Regions from separate parts of the Hordeum vulgare genome. Here region 2 is linked to region 1. A link is a contact called in public Hi-C data. All regions are on one chromosome and are shown on one strand. The core of a region is the stretch at or near the end of the contact, and the rest is flanking DNA. Distances in the headings are between cores, read along the strand shown. Region 1 holds the start of LOC123412372 (probable polygalacturonase). Region 2 holds the start of LOC123409698 (PHD finger protein EHD3-like).

What was found. Hi-C and Micro-C count contacts between places; a contact is called where the count stands out from the background.
Region 2: a contact with region 1 is called in a Hi-C map of leaf, with 5 times the contacts expected there. The contact joins the promoter of LOC123409698 here to the promoter of LOC123412372 in region 1. A contact is called at or near these places in 2 of 6 Hi-C or Micro-C datasets (leaf and seedling).

The regions. Positions count from the first base shown.
Region 1 is chr7H:440,245,535-440,248,654 of MorexV3_pseudomolecules_assembly, reverse strand. LOC123412372 (probable polygalacturonase) reads left to right here and starts at 1,796. Exons shown (of 5, transcript XM_045105318.1): 1 at 1,796-2,261. The coding sequence starts at 1,818.
Region 2 is chr7H:441,101,502-441,105,048 of MorexV3_pseudomolecules_assembly, reverse strand. LOC123409698 (PHD finger protein EHD3-like) reads right to left here and starts at 1,921. Exons shown (of 6, transcript XM_045102561.1): 1 at 1,781-1,921; 2 at 1,303-1,494; 3 at 880-1,191; 4 at 110-199. The coding sequence starts at 1,921.

The DNA.
Region 1 (3,120 bases), core at 547-3,046:
TTAATATTAATGAAATAAAAAATGTTGACAGCTGCATATTTATTTGTATGGATCAACTATTCAGATTGTCCACGCTACATGAGAAAGGAAAGAGAGAGGAAGGGAGGGGGGGGAGCAATAATATATATGGCGGACTAGCAAGGACAGATCCAAACGACTACATACACACCCATAACCACCCATTGTCAAAACCAAAGTCCGCAGCGTGTTCTCGTAGGGTTCCTCCCCCGCCTTCACCCCACCGCCGACGTCCACCCTCACGCCCTCTAGCCACCGGCCGCGCTCGCTCGAAGCCCCGTCCCCTTTCCACCCCTTTCTAAATCCCGCCCTAGTGCCGCCTTCCCGGGAGGTGGCTAAAGCGGCACGAGCGTCATCCTCCGTCGGCCCCCTCCTCCTCTGTTCTCACCCCCCTCGCTGCCGCCGGCGAGCGCCCTCGGCCCTGGTTCGGGTGGTGTCGGCAGCGCGGGATCTCCTTTACCCGCGCGCCCATTTTCCCTTCGTGGGGCAGGGGGCGGCGATGGTGCGGCTCGGCTAGGCGATGGTTTGACGACCCAACGGCGGGCGAGGTGGCGGCGTTGCTCCTTGGCGGCGGGGCGACGTGGTGGCGCGACGCGACCGACGGTGCGACCCTAGCCTAGATTTGGGCCTTACGAGCCTCATCTGGGTCCTAATGGGCCGGCACCCGGCGCGACTTCGATGCCTTGTGCATGGTGAGGAGGGGAGCAACTAGGACGTGGCGACGACACCGATGACATGTCTGTTGTAGCGCGATGGCGGGAGCTTTACGGGCTTTGAGGTCTCGGCCGGGCCTGTGGGCCTACGGGCCTGGCATGCTCCTGCTATTGCGTCTGGTCGACTACCATCGTTGACGGTGGATGTTGAGCCCCCCGCGTGTCGACGGTGCTGTTGTCCCTAGTCCCGACTCCTATTCGTCGCTGTGCACGCTTCACCTTGTGGTGTCGTGGTGAGAGGGGGGGGGGCTTCAAGACCCTGTTGACGCAGTATGGAGGTTGGTTTGGCGTCGTCATCGTCTCAGTCCTTCTCGGAGTGGTGATTGGTACCGGCGCTTCAAAGTCTTGGAGCTTGGTGGAAGATCCCTCATGGACGCAACGGTCACGAGGCTTCTTTATTTTTTTTGATCCGCCGATGTCAGCATTTTTTTTTAAACATGACTGTGTTGCTTCCGTCCTAACATCTACCGATAGATGTTTCAGTTGGTTGATTTGTAATACAAAGCGAGGAAAACCGTTTTTTAGATAACCACCCATTTTCCATTCCCTCACAAACAAATGATCGGGATGATATTTACTCGTCGCCCCAGTTAGAAAATGTTTGACAATTTCGTAAGGAAGGAAAACATCGTATAAGATTATAAAAAAAAGCATTTGCAAAATAGCCCCCCCTCCCCAAAAAAACATAATGTGATTGTTAACATGCATATATAATTAGTAGGAAGAAAATGATGGGCACGACGATTGCGCAGGCTTGATGGGCACATAAATGGATACGTACACAAACACGTCCCAATCCTCATTTCCAGCCTCCACTACTGACTCGTGACTTGTGAGCCGCCTCAAATCCTCGTCCACCACTAGTGTTAAATTCGAACTCAGCGACCCCAACACAAATAGATTTTGCTCCAATGTAGTAATGCAAACATAATTTAAATTTGAACCGTAGGCATTTCAAATTCAAATTTCCGAAACCAGACTGCTCTCACGTGGCAATCATAGGGACGAGACTCACCGCGCCGGAAGAAACCTATAAAAATCCCTTCTTTCCGCCTCGGCTCCCCCGCGTGACATGATCCATTATTCATGGCGCACGCCACCGTCCAGGGCGCGCCCATGACACGCCCGTGCCCGCGCCCGTCAGCCCCCCTGGTCGTCTTCCTCGTCCTGCTCGCCTCCTGCTACCTCGCCCTCACGCGCCTCCCCGCCGCGGCCCCGCTAGCCGCCCTGATCGCCCCCTCCTCGGGCCATGGTTCCGGCCACGGCGCCGTCGACAGCTGTGCCGGGTTCTACCGCGGCGCGGGGAGGCGCGCGGTGACAGCGTCCGTGGAGGAGTTCGGGGCCGTGGGCGACGGGGTCACGTCCAACACGGCGGCGTTCCAGCGCGCCGTGGCTGCTCTGGAGGAGAGGGGCGGCGGCGGCGGCGCCAGGCTGGAGGTGCCGGCGGGGCGGTGGCTCACGGGGAGCTTCAACCTCACCAGCCGCTTCACGCTCTTCCTGCACCATGGCGCGGTCATCCTCGGCTCCCAGGCACGTGATCGGTCCATTGATCCATGTCCGCTAGTTCCTCTTCTTCTTCTTCTTCTTGTTTCATTTAATCAATTCACATTTATTTCTCCTCTCAAATCTTGCTACTACTGTACTAGTATATTACTACAAATTAATAGAGTGCACTCTACTGAGTATAGCGTTCAAACTGAAACAAACACACACATCTGCTAGATGCAAAACTATTTTTCTACCGATGCAAAATTATTTTTCTGCTGATTAGTGGAGACAAATTCTTCTCCAAATAAATCAAGAAATGTCACATAGCTAAGCCACCCAGTAGCCAGGAGCACAGAAACTAGAATCTCAAATCATGTTCATGTTTGATTGGAGGCTGAAAAACTTGCTTCAACACTTGTGCTGTCACTTACCACTGACCAATGAAAAAAAGAAGGGGGAGAGATGCTGTTGTGGGTTGGAATCCTGCACATGCTTGGAGCGGTTGTTGGTTTCTTCCTGTGACTTGTGCAGCTTTGGCACATGTTATTGTTCTAACTACAACACACCGTGTGTGCCTTTGCTTTGCCCTTACTTCTGCTTGGACTGGTCTGGCTTGATGCTACTATGCTACTGTGCTAGTACTTTGCTTGTAGTGCCGTCTCATCTGCTCCATATTGCTAGCACCAAATGGTTACACAAATCTCTAGTTTGGAGCTTTCTGCAGTACTAGCTAGTGCCCATTTTTGGCACATGCAAATGCAGTGGGCATACTAATTTTAAGGATTAATTGCTACTAGTATGTGTGGAGAGTTTATGTGTGATGAACTTGCTAAAGAGATTCCCCCATTTCAGGATACTGTCTACTAGTGCTTTCATGTGAGTGGCGTCTTAGTAGTGCAAA
Region 2 (3,547 bases), core at 672-3,171, 860 kb before region 1:
CAGTATAAAGACGAATTATAGCAACAAGTTAAGCATTGACAGCAGCTTGAGGTACAGTTATGCAGAAATACATGTCTCTTAACTATGGTGGCAAAAACTGCAAACTTACTTGCTTCTGATAGGAAGCTCGTGAAATGATTGGAAGATTGCTGGCTAGACTTGTCATCTCTCGGCCAACTTGTTCAAACTTCTCCCATATCTATATCATGCACAAATATACATACATATTAAAGTATTATTTGCCTGAATGTTTCATGAAATACTTATAGCAAGCAAAAGAAAGGGATGAAAAGTTGAAAAGACCAAAAATAAGAAGAGCAGCACACGTCTTCTCAGAGGGGTAGGAGGTGGTGCACTAAGGTCTACACAGCTACACCGAATCTAACCATTAGTTGATTTTACCCCAACACATTAAAGTTGTTTTTCGCTATCTGTCCATTTTAGTAACCGAAAGGAGGAAAATAAAACTTCCTCACTTGGATTGATGCTCCAGCATTGAGCTGCACATGCAGAAGAATGATTCGACAATTTACGTGTGCTCGCAGATGCCATGGTGAAAATACAGGGACCATTTGAGACACTACAGTATATAAAAGGCCTGTTCTAGGCTGCCAAGCAGAAGTGATGCTGACGTGTCTCTATTTGAAATCATAAAACACAGTAATAATCATAGTTAAAGAAGGCACACTTAGGCTCTAGGCGATAAGAAAACGACTAGCGCTGAAATACGCTTAATCTGCGCATAAGCATGCGCCTTGGTTATAAAAGTGCAATGCGATGACAAAACGCACACACAATTAACACCTAGAGCTTTTTTGAACTATTGTAATAATCAAGAACGCGGCTACTTTTTCCAATGAATGATTGAGAAGCAGTTACCTGCTGGATGTGGTCGTTGAACAGAGCCGGGTTCCGTGCATAGTTTCCATTTCTCATGTTGGTGTCAATTTTCCCCAAATCAATGACCTCATGAACCTTACTCACATGGAAAGTTCCAACTAGCAAATCACACAACAAGGCAAACTTCTCCGAGACAAAAATGTCAAGGAGAGCATTATTGCACATTGCTGTGTTGGCATCCAAAGATGCTGCAGTTGCATCTTTTAATGCAATAGAGGAGCTAATCTCTTTAGCACCTGCTACTCCAGCAGGATGCTCTTCTGACGCTCCTTGGCCTTTATTTAGGTCACCCTGGTAATCACAGAGAAATTCAGTATCAGGGGAAATTCCTATCATAGACATTATACACTAGGTTGCTTCTTCTATGAGATATATGTTCTGAACAAGAACATCATTACTGACTTTTTGCACTGATTGACAGCAATTGTATCTGAGCGCATCTTGTATGCAGCTCTGAATCCCCCCACCCTTATTTACACCTGGGGATTGCAGGAAACCCTCCAACGTGTCCCTCCAAGTAATCCAATGTCTGGGCAGCATGTGGTGGCCATCTTGCCCGGAACTGCCGCTACAGGGGACGATGGTGGCACAAGGCTGCAGACAGAGCAAGCAAAGGAAAAGCAGTGAGCACAGATTTCAGTTATGTAGAATATCTGCAGAGGAAAAGATATTTCGTCTATTGGGTACAGAATTGCTAGGCAGCGGCAAGATTCATAGCATTGGAAGAACCTAGTGTGCAAATCTAGGCGCTTCAAAATGAAATCTTGGCCGGCCGGTGGCACAAAAGAGCAAAGACAGCCAAATATTCCAACTGCAACGGCAAGAAAGGGGTCTGGGGAAGAAGAAAGAAGACGACCAGGCTAGGGATTGCAATGCTTACCGCTCCGGGGTCGGAGGTGGCGCCGCAGGCGGCCGTGCGGCGGCGCTTGTAGGTGACGAGGACCTCGGGCGACGGCTGCTCCCCCGGGGCAGGGCGCTTGGGAGAGGCCAGCGGCGGGGCGGCGGCGTCCTGGGAGGTCATATTCCGGCACGGCGGCCGCAGCACATGCCCAGCAAAGAGCGCGCACGTGGCCGGAACCGGGAGCGAAGCCTCGGAGGGGTGAGAGGGAGCGAGTTTCTAGGGTTTCCGGCGGGGGGTTACGGAGGAGGATTTGGGTTGGGATCTCCCGGTGAGGGGGAGGGGAGGGGAGGGGAGCAGCAGAGCAAAGCAGAGAGGAGAGGGGAGCGGGACAAGGTGAGAGATGAGTTTTGGGAAGAGGAAAAACGGAAAAGGGAAAGCCAGACGGACGGACTGTTGGTGTTGGGCCTTCTATCTGGGAAGGGACGGCTATCTATACTGCCCCCTCCGAGTCAGCTTTGGACATGGGCAATTCGGCATGGCCTCTCTGATTTGTATCTGCTCCGTTGCCGGTGCGGGCTGCATCCCCTCGGAGGTGGATGGCAGCGCAGTGGGGCGGAGATCGGAGGTGGCCGGCGGTGGGGCGGAGTACAGGTGCGACTGCAGAGGGGCAGGGGGGGACTGGAGGTGGAGGTCCTGGATGGTCGGTGGAGTGAAGAGGAGCGGGCGGTGGTCGGCGGAGAGGAGTGAGGGCGGAGGAGAAGGAAGACCGGCTGTCAATGGAGCAGCCGCGGGGCCGGGCAGGGTCGTCGCGGCGGGAGGCGGCCGGCGTACGACGGTACGAGTAGTGGTGGAGGAACGGCGGCGACCGGTGGAAGAGACACGGGGCAGGGTTGCTCGCGATTGAAGAGGGCGGTGGCAGGAAGGACGGCTCCGGCGGCGGCGGCGGCGGCGGCGGCGGCGGCGTCGTGCTCGTGCGCGGAAGAGAGGGGATTCGAGCGAAGAGATGCGAGAAAACCAGACACGACCGATGGTGCTGTTTAGTGGCTATGGTTTAGAGCATCTCCAACGCACCCGCGGCAGCACAGGGCTTTAAATTTTATTTACAGCGCCGAAATAGCTAATAACACGACGCGCTTTAAATTTTATTTACAGCACCGAAATAGCTATAACACGACGCGTTAAGATTTTAAAAACTGCTTCAAAACAGGCGGATGCACGCAGCTCAGGCCCTGTTTGTTTCATAAGTCCTATGATTTTTTTAAGTCCCAACTTATAAGTCATAAGTCTCTACCTGTTTGTTTACAAGGACTTATAAGTCCCGAATCCCTACCTGTTTGTTTACAGGGACTTATAAGTCCATGTTGTAGAAAACGAGACGGCGGGGGGACGAACCGAGTGGCGACGGGGCGGCGGCCGGGTGGCGACGGGGCGGGGCGGCGACGGGGCGGGGGCGGCGACGGGGCGGGGCGGCGATTGGGCGGCGACGGGGCGGCCCGGGCGGTGACGGGGCGGGCAGGGACGGGACGGGCGGCCGGCAGCGATTGGGGCGGTGCGAGCGACGAGGGGCAGGGCGGCGGCCACTGGATCGACTTCCGCGGGCCTAACCAGCAATAAGTCCCAATAAGCTCCTACTAGAGACTCTTATTTGATAAGTCCCAAATAACCATAATAAGTCCCAATAAGTCCCTTGTGTTTGGTTTAGGTGGGACTTGGACTTTTTTAAGTCCCAAAACCAATAAGTCCCTGAAAACAAACACCCTCTCAATCGACAGCCGCGTCGCGCGAGGAACATGCGTTTAGTGGGGC